Linked DNA regions of Aphis gossypii: region 1 is linked to region 2. The links are chromatin contacts, called in public Hi-C maps. All regions are on one chromosome and are shown on one strand. Each heading gives the region's core, a stretch centred on a gene start, on an enhancer-like site or on the middle of the called end of the contact. The rest is flanking DNA. Distances are from core to core; before and after follow the strand shown.

Region 1 (5,055 bases), core at 2,409-4,908, 250 kb before region 2:
ATAATATAATGTATTATAAATATACTTAGTTTATTGCTTTTGAATATTTCATATTTATTATATGAATATATAATACAATAATGTATTCTTCAGAGATTAATCGTATGATACGTATACGATTACCTCTATTTCCATTTACATTCAGCAGAACTAACTTTATGTGATTAGATTTAATATTAGAGTAAATCGACTTATTATCAAACTTAAAATCGTGAAATATTATTTATGTTTACACGCGTTGGTATTTTTGTACCTATTGTTTTTCAACAAGTTATCGTTACGAGAATAATGTGAAGTATTACTAATAAAAAATTCCCATATCTAGCTTGAAAATTAAAATACCTATATATTGTAAAAAAAAACAATAAGAAAACGCAGATAATATGTACATTCATAAATTTGACGATAGAAAAATAATTTATTATAACATTAAAGCTTAAAATAACTATGGTAAAATTATTGACGAAGAGCTTATTGTGTAAGTCTGCACTATGCATAACAGATTTAAATTAGAATATTTATCACAGACAAATAACAATGGTATTTTTAATTATATTAAAATGTTTAAATTTATAACAGTTATTGCATAAAATAGTAATAATAAAGATTTTAAACACTTAAATATAACATCAGGTCAAATAGTTCGGAAATTTAAAACTAAAATGATTGGTAAGTGTCTATAATGTGAAATGGATGACCAAAATGAAATATTATATTGTATATTAGCCTTATTATTTCGAATATATTTCGCAGTAATTAATAATTATAGGTATGATATGAAAAATTGTTTTTTTTTTTTAATTATACTTATATGTTCCTCAACGGTTAAAAACGAACAACAATATTAATATCTAAGTTTGAGAATGTTATTACTCCGACATTTATCAACTTAGAACATTTTTCCAACATTATAAATTCGTGAAAAATGATTTTTGATTTCTATTAACAGAAAAGTTAAAACACATAAGCGTAAAACTCGAAAACATACAAAAAAAAAAAATACAATTTCACAAATATACGTTTTCTAGAGTGATTTTAGTGATAGTTATTGAAGACACATCTTATCGTATGTTTCTTAGGTAAGTACCTCTTATTGTAATATGAAAATATTGTCCACTAAATGTTTAGTGTTACATCCAGTTAAAAATGTATGATTTGAAATCATAATTTAAATATAAATATTTAAGTACATTGCTATATGATATTTGATAAAACTATGTTTTTCGTTTGGAATTTTCAAATATATTATTAATACATTATAGTTATTTTTTGTATAGTATCAAAATATAGTTACATAATAATATTATGACGCATGGAATTTTTTTTTAATCTAACAAAATTATAACTGTGTGAAAATCCATCGTTCATATCTGAATGTATTTTTTTACTTAACATCATAAATTATATTATATGACGCATAAATTCTTTTTTTAATCAATTGAACTTAAAAAAAATCCTATAGGTACCTGTAAATTATATGATTTTAAATCAAAATACAACTATTTATGTGCGTAATTTGGAAATTATTATACTTTATAAATATTAGTATAGAATTTGTTTATTGCTGTCGTTAGTCATCGATTGAAAGAAATAATTTCCATTATAATGTTATACTATGCAAATATTTATTTACTGTCAAATTTTTGTGTTATATGGTTTGTAAAAAATGTTTTCCTGCCACATTACCATTATAATTTTGACTTGAGATGATGAAAATAATTATTTTCGCGAACATATCTCGATATCTGTATTATTTAGAAACAATATATTATATATTAAACGTAGAAAATATAAAAATTTACAACTTAACTTTAATTGAACTTTCAACTTGGTAATGGCTTAGATTCTTAAGAAATTTTTTTACTGGTTCCTTATTATAGCAATAAAAAAATTCATTAATCCGCCTCAAAAAAATAACAGTTCTGTGAATTGGTTAAAAACGTTAAATTTGCTTTATTATGTTACGTACTTTACATAAGTTATAAATAGATAGGAAGTAGGTAGCTGATAAATTTACAGTAAATAAATTTACATGATTAACTATGTCGAATTTTTCTGATAAATAATAACACATCATTCATAATTATCATAAATGTGTATTTTATATGTAGATAAAAATTATCATACTAACGGAGACTTTAAAAGAAACACAATATTAAAATACTAGAAAATTCCAAAATAACAATTAGATAATAATAATAATTAAAATACGAATTCAACTCAATTGGTGTGTAACAAATACTCCACTATATATCGACGTAAGACATCACCAATAATTGATAGAGAGATTATTTTACTTTACAATGTGTAAGTAATAGAGTGAAATATTTAATAATATTTATATTTTTATATTTAATATTGAAATCAAGAAAACTTCATAAGATTACTTACATACAGCTATAGTACCTACACAATAATAACTTAAAAATAATTGTCAATAACAGTATGTTTATATATATTTTTTTTGATGTATTTATTTGGTTCACAACACCCATAAGTACATACGTATTAAACATTATTAATATTAATACGTATTTATCTTTAAAGTTAAAATAATAAATAATTGATGTTGATTTCTCATTTAATTTAAATTAAAAATATTATTCAAATTACAAACAATTTGACTATCATATTTTCAATTAATTAATGCTACATTATATCTAATGGTATTTTATTTTATTTTAGAAAGACAAGTTTTTCAAATAGTTCGTCACAAAAGTTGTAACGTTTAACTGTCATTCCGATAGTAACGTGATTACTTGGGGGCAATGGTGCATTGTATTCAAAAAAAAACTTTCATAACAGCTGAGTAATACAGCAACATACTGATATCGTTAGATAGACTATTCAAATATGTTTGTAACTCGTCTTCATAAGAACTTTTTGTTTTTTTATTTGAGGGAAGACAAAAAAAGTTACCTATTTGAGAAAATTATTTCCTCTATTTCCTTTGCATAAAAAGTACTTTTTTATTCTTGGTCAGGGCATAGTCGAAATCACTACAATAGTACAATACAAATTATAAATCAAATTATTAAATAATTATTATATTTAATTCAATACCGTTATTTTAACTTATTATAAAATATATTGTAAGTTGTAAGGTACCTAAAAAAAAATTACAATTGCAGTATAAAATAAATAGTGCTATTCTACTATCTTCATTGAATATTTAAGTACGAACGTTTTTTATCTATAGTATCAAATTTGAAACTGTATAAATTTTAAAGTTAATATATTGTAATATACATAAACATAAGTCATACTACAAATTATAAGTCTTCACTATGATACTTACTAGGCTCAGATATGAAGCTTGTGTTGTTAGCTAGTACAGGATGAAATGGATGAACAACATTAATAGAGCTTGAAACAGTGGGTCGGTCGTTGTCCACATAGGATTCTATAAACATTTTTTGATAAACTTTATTTCGTTTAAATTTAAAATATATTTTATTTAATGAAATTTTTATACGTTCATGGAAATTTGAAGAATTACTACACATTTCTCCTTGTAACGACGGATCATAAACGTCGTTTTTGAATTGAATTCAATTTTTAGATTTTTCTTTACATGGTGGCTTTGAAATTTGAATACTTGCCCATAACCAATTAAACATTATCGTTAAGTTATGAAAAAATTAAAATATCAAATGCTCGACAAACCAAACATTCCGATCGTTAAACCGTAACTGAATGCGTATTGCTTCTTCTATAGTTCGATATAAATCGGATTGTTGTCAACAATTCTATCGCTTACCGACGAGTGTTAACTGTTGAGTGTTGCTGTTTATTATTACGATTTATTATCACTTATCACTGAAACAATAATATGATTATAATAATATCAAGTATCAGTGTCAACAGTTTTTTTTTATAATTTCAGGTTTAAAACATGAGAGCATATTTTTAATGCGAATATAATGCTAGTATTTATCGATAAGAAGTATAGGTTTTAAGATGGAATAATGTCAACTAATGATTATATCAGTATACAAAATATTGGCTATTAGACATTGTATCTATAGTATAATATATGATTCCTTATTATCTTTATACATTATTATGCTTGACTGATAATCAAGGTAAATTGTACCTATCTAGAGACTGAGTATCTATATGTTTAGAGCTGTACATTTATAAGTTTTTTAAACGTTACGTTTGTTAATATCAAACGGTATTGTTGTATTAAGTTTATTTAAAAACAATATTCAGTGCAATATAAACAATATACATATCTTAAATTGTCTTTATTGTGGTGTATATAATGATTATGTGATATAAACACAATATACTTGAACTTGAACTAGTTAAATTTCAACTGAAAACACTAAGATTTATTGTATTATAAAAATGTTTTCTTGAAATGCAATATTATATTAAATATAATAACATAATATAAATATTTAATAATTACAAAATATATTCAATTAATTTTGAGGTCCGACCTTAAAAGAAAAATAATCTTAATATTTTAATCCTAAAAATTGAGACTTTTAAGAATTAAATCAGAACTCGTCAAATTTTTAACTGGAAACACTGTCCGATACAATATTATAATGTAAAATAATATTATAATGACGAAGTTCTGAGTGTGCTTGCCCGCCCGATTGATGTCATTCTAAAGCTACTTCTAACATTTTTCAAATGTCATAATATATAGCTACAAAAAAAGTAATTTTGCAGATGTTTATAAACATAACATAATTTGTTGAACGGTTTTTGCTCGTTCAACTTTTTTTGTCCTATTGTGATTTAAATAATTCGATTAAGTTAAATATTTATTTTATTATCAGTATACAATTAAAAACAAAATAGCTCATAATTTGTCCACACGCCATCCTTCAGACGCAATTATGGAATATTCTTGGACTGTGATAATCCACCGGCAGTACGCACTTTATATGATTCATATAGTTTTTAAATCATCAAAAATACCCATTTTTTTAACATGTTTAATATTATACCAAAAAACGTGGATTCCTTAAGTGCCGTTTATTTTATTACGGTGTTTAAGATAGAATTATTTTAAGAAACGTTTTTGTACAAAGTACA
Region 2 (4,890 bases), core at 638-3,137:
CGATATGATTCATACATTTAGTATTATTATATTTTAATTGTGATTAAAAAAAACCTATATAAAATGTAACTGAAATAACAATTGATAAAAAAATACTCAATTTCCATGTGTTTGGTTTACATCAAAGTAAGTTGTTATATAACTACTAACTAACTATATACTACTTATTATCGTTACTTATTCATGCATATAGGGCAAGACGGCGCTTTGTATAGGCAATTTAGGGGCATTTTATTATATATATATATATAATATTATTTTTGTGTATTTTTAAGTTTTGTGAATATTGTATGATATTATGTGAAAACCACAAAGTTAATTATTTTATTTTATATAAATTATAACTGATAAGTAGTCACGGACGATACTCGTTTCCACCAAAAGAGTTATTTTTTTTTACTAGTACCTATGAGGTAAATGAGACAACGTTTCCATTAAAACAATTTCTTTTCTACCAACGCCCATTAAAAGCTTTTAAACAATATACGGTAAGTTTATTCAAAATACTATAAAATGCTGAAAACTCTATATTGTACAAGTTATTAAAATAATTTTTCTACAATAATAATAGAACCCAGTATCGGCACCGAAATCATAAGTTTGTAATTGAATATGTAATTTAAATACTTATAAAAACAAAATTATGTTTTAAGTTGTAAAGAATGTTTTTAATACAATTAAATGTTGCACCTTTTTATACTTAACAGCACTACAATAGTATAACAATATATTTAAAAATATATATTAAAAAGTATTTACCTATATTACTCGTATACAATAATCAAAAAAAAAAACTAATTAAATAGGTACTTATACATAGGCAAGAACATATTATATTATGTTTTTTATTTATTGAGAAAAATTGAAGTCGCATAATATTATTCATGTTATATAGGTAATATGAAAAATATATTATTAAAAAAAAACTCTTTATAATATTCGCACCTTTCTATTTTTATTTTAAAAAATTAAGTTAAAAAAATATTGTTTGAAAAAAAAATTTTATTATTCGTATTAGTATCTTTACAAATTATTATTTTTCCATTTACTCGTAATGCTGTATTCAACAACCTTACGACTTCAATACCGGTACAGAATTATTATTATTGTTTAATTATTTCCATCATATACCTAATCATTTAAAAATATTTTACTGAACAATGTATAATATATTAATATCTATCTAATATTTTTCGATTTTCATAGTGTTTAAAATTAAAATAAATATACTGTATAAGTATAACAGCTTTTAATGATATATAAAATAGTTTTAATGGAATTGTAGTTATAATATCTCATTTTATGGCAATGAGTATTAGTAAAAAACAAGGTAGTAGGCAGAGGGGCTTTATAATATTGTATTATATATTATATATATATATATATCTTATTATATAGGCTCTCTAGTAGTAGGTATACATACAACATACTTACTTGAAATGAGATTGGTGAAAAAAAAAGTACCTTAGCTATCTTTTGGAAACTTATTTACAAATCAATATTATAAAGTTAGAATACAAAGACAACAGTTTGAATTTGAAACATTCAATATTATGAATTTAGTGAAATCAATGAAATATGTCAGTTGATTTATAATAATTTCTTAGACTAGGTATTATACAGCTGCGGCGCTGCGTAAAGGCGGGTTTCCACTATACATACGTTCTACGCACGTAATAGAAAATATTTTTCTGTGATTTGTTGGTATACACGGTAAGCTTTTGGTATACCAGAAAGTTTATACGCTCCGGCCAATAACAGAAAAGTATTTTTATGCACGTACACGTATGTAGTGGAAACCCGTCTTAATCGTCACAATTGTCTGTGATTAGCCATTGAGGGTGGTCACACGGCGGCGATAACGCTGGTGGCCCGCGAAATTTTCGGTGGAAGACATAAGCGCCAAAATTAGATAAGAAAAAATAAAGTCGTATCGTACAAAAGCGCCAAAATCGTATCGTACACAAGCGCCAAAATCCTTGGTACCTGTGTGCCACGGTTAATATATGTTAAATAACAGATATTAAATTTAGAACTATATCGTTCAAAAACTCCAAATGTTTAATCTTAATCGACAAATGTCGACAATTAGATTATATATCTGATTACGATAGATTGTCACATAGACAGTGTGTGGGCAGTTTTGTATTATAAGTTTATAACATATTGTTAGTACCTACTTTGTACGCATTCGTTTAAGCATCATTCGTTAAAATGAATTTCACAAAAACTTTTACGAATAAAGGTGTAGTGTGTATTTTATTTAAAGAGTAAAAATATAGATTTTTACGAGAAATGGCCAGTGGTAATGTGTCGTTGAGGTGTACCAAAAAAAAATGTTCTGCTAGAATACAAATGGATAAATCTATGACTACAATTGTTAGTATTAATGGTGAGCATTTACACGAAATAGTGAACGATCATGATGCCCAGTGTCATATTTTGCGCAATAATTGTAAAAGAAAAGCAACCGAAAATATAACGGACCGACCATCGAAAATTATGCGTCACGAGTTGTGTGCTGCTGAAAGTACTGCAATGGTTTCAGATGATATTGGAAATATTCGAGTTTCAATGTACAGACAACGACGTAAATTATTGCCGAAAACGCCTCAATCATTGGAAGAAGCTATTAATCAAGTTAGTAACCGGAATATTTTTACTAATAGGAACGAAACGTTATGTCACGTAGATACAGAAAGCAAAATCATTTTTCTGACCACTAAATCTAATATCCAATACATGTGCCACAATAGTTCACTTTTAGTTGCCGATGGTACATTTTACGTTTGTCCGAAATTCTTTTACCAACTATATACGATACATGTTATAGCTGTGGAAGATATTTACATTTAATTTACTGTCTACTACAAGTAAAACTTCAAATTGCTATGAATCAATGTGGAAATACATACAAAAATTGTGTGAAAAATATAATTTAGAATTTTCTCCTAAAATACTCCTAGTTGATTTTGAAAAAGCAGCACATGATGGATTTTTAGCAGTTTTTCCCAATTCAAAAATAAAATGTTGTAAATTTCATTTAGGGCAATCGTTGTTTCGGAAAATTCAAATCTTGGGTCTTCGAAATGAATACATGAAGAACTCTGAAATAGGGATTTGGTTGAAGTCTTTTTTTGGTTTGGCTTTTCTTCCGTGCACCGAAGTATCTGATGCTTTTGCAGATTTAATGTCTATCGCGCCCGAAGATCAAACAATTTTAAAATTTAGTGATTACGTTTTAGAAACATACATTGATTCTAGTATTTTTCCACCTAAAATTTGGGCTGAAATTCCGGATAATGAGGTTATACGAACTACAAATGCAGCTGAATCATATCATCGACATTTAAAAGATCAATTTTATTCGGCTCATTGTTCCGTCCATATAGTAATTGATGTATTATTAAAATTACAAAGTGAAACATATTTATTTATGAACTCTCCTCCTAACAATAAATTAAGGGTATCTCACGAAGAAATAATTGTACAATGGAAGAAATATCAGGATGGTGAAATAAATCGTTTAGAATATGTGAAAAAAGTAGGATTAAAAAATCAACCAATTTATTAAATTATTATTATTGACATTTTTTTTATAAAATCACAACCTTTTTATTAAATTTATATTTATTTGCATGTATATTGTATATCATAATTTGTTATTGACATATTTTTTTTTGTATAAAATCGCAACCGTTTTTTTAATTTATATTTATTTGCATGTATATTATAATTTATTATTGACAATTTTTTTAACACAATATAATTATTTAAAAGAGCAATTTTTAAATATCTACTTATACAAAATTTTAATTTTGGCTCAAATTATTTGTAATTTTTATACCTTTGGCGCCTATTTCACATGTTAGGTATACAATATTATATTGGAGCTTATGTCCTACACATTTTGGCGCAAATGATAGGTCATTTTTGTGCCTTTGGCGCTTCTGTCATATAGCCGAAATTTTCAGCAGCAGTCAAGTCAGGAATATAACACGGCATTGACGCCCGTCGAACGCAGATAATAATAATTAACAATAAAATCTTACGGTTTTTCGTTACGAAAAATATTTTTTCAGTCACCACGCCAGGCCCACGACAAGAGCTATTCAATAGCTTAAAAATGATAATTCATTAATTATATTCTTAATTTTATTTACGGTTTAAACTTTTACGGATAGATTACACCTTACTATCCGTCTTAACCATTAATTAGCTAAAAAATTATTCTCGGACGTCAAAAAATATAAAAGCTTCTCATTTATCATCAAGTATTATTTGTATATTATTTGATTAAAATAATATAAATATTGTCACAAAAATTAGTTGTTACAAACTTAATAATATCATACTGCATATTGTATAAATTGCAAAAACATAAATTTATAGTATCAGTATGACATATTATTACACACTAAATTAGTTCCTGTAAAAATACAATCACAATGCATGTATAATATTATTAATATTTAATATTATTATTGACAATAAATTGTGACGATGGATGACAGTGCGATACTAAGAAAATATTGGCTTATCGCTTTTTCTGTCAGTCACAAATCTAGGAATTGTTTTATTTGCAGTCGGTAATAATAATATAAATTTAATACATACAACGCTACCTATCGGCAGCTATTTTAATCAAAATTTTAGTCACCGAAAATCCTTATACCAATGGTTTATCTGTCTATTCTATACCTAATCAATGGTAATAACAAACAATTAACAAATTGATTAATGTCAATTCATTACTGTATAGTATTAATGTTTTAGGTCTTAATCAAATAACATAAAATTTTCTTTATTAAACTTCAATACCCATTGTTTCATAACGCGTATCCCTTATGAAGCAAACAACGAGAGGGTAAGAACTATGATAGCTATTGA

The links. A called contact is a pair of places that touch in the nucleus more often than the background predicts.
Region 1: a contact with region 2 is called in a Hi-C map of whole body, with 3 times the contacts expected there. The contact joins the promoter of LOC114123124 here to the promoter of LOC126550976 in region 2. A contact is called at or near these places in 2 of 2 Hi-C or Micro-C datasets (both in whole body).

Annotation. Positions count from the first base shown.
Region 1 is chr3:8,860,126-8,865,180 of ASM2018417v2, reverse strand. It overlaps LOC114123124, which reads right to left and starts at 3,658. Exons shown (of 4, transcript XM_050204154.1): 1 at 3,476-3,658; 2 at 3,299-3,403. The coding sequence starts at 3,506.
Region 2 is chr3:8,604,991-8,609,880 of ASM2018417v2, reverse strand. It overlaps LOC126550976, which reads left to right and starts at 1,887. Exons shown (of 2, transcript XM_050203731.1): 1 at 1,887-2,640; 2 at 2,834-3,574. The coding sequence starts at 2,296. The coding sequence ends at 3,574.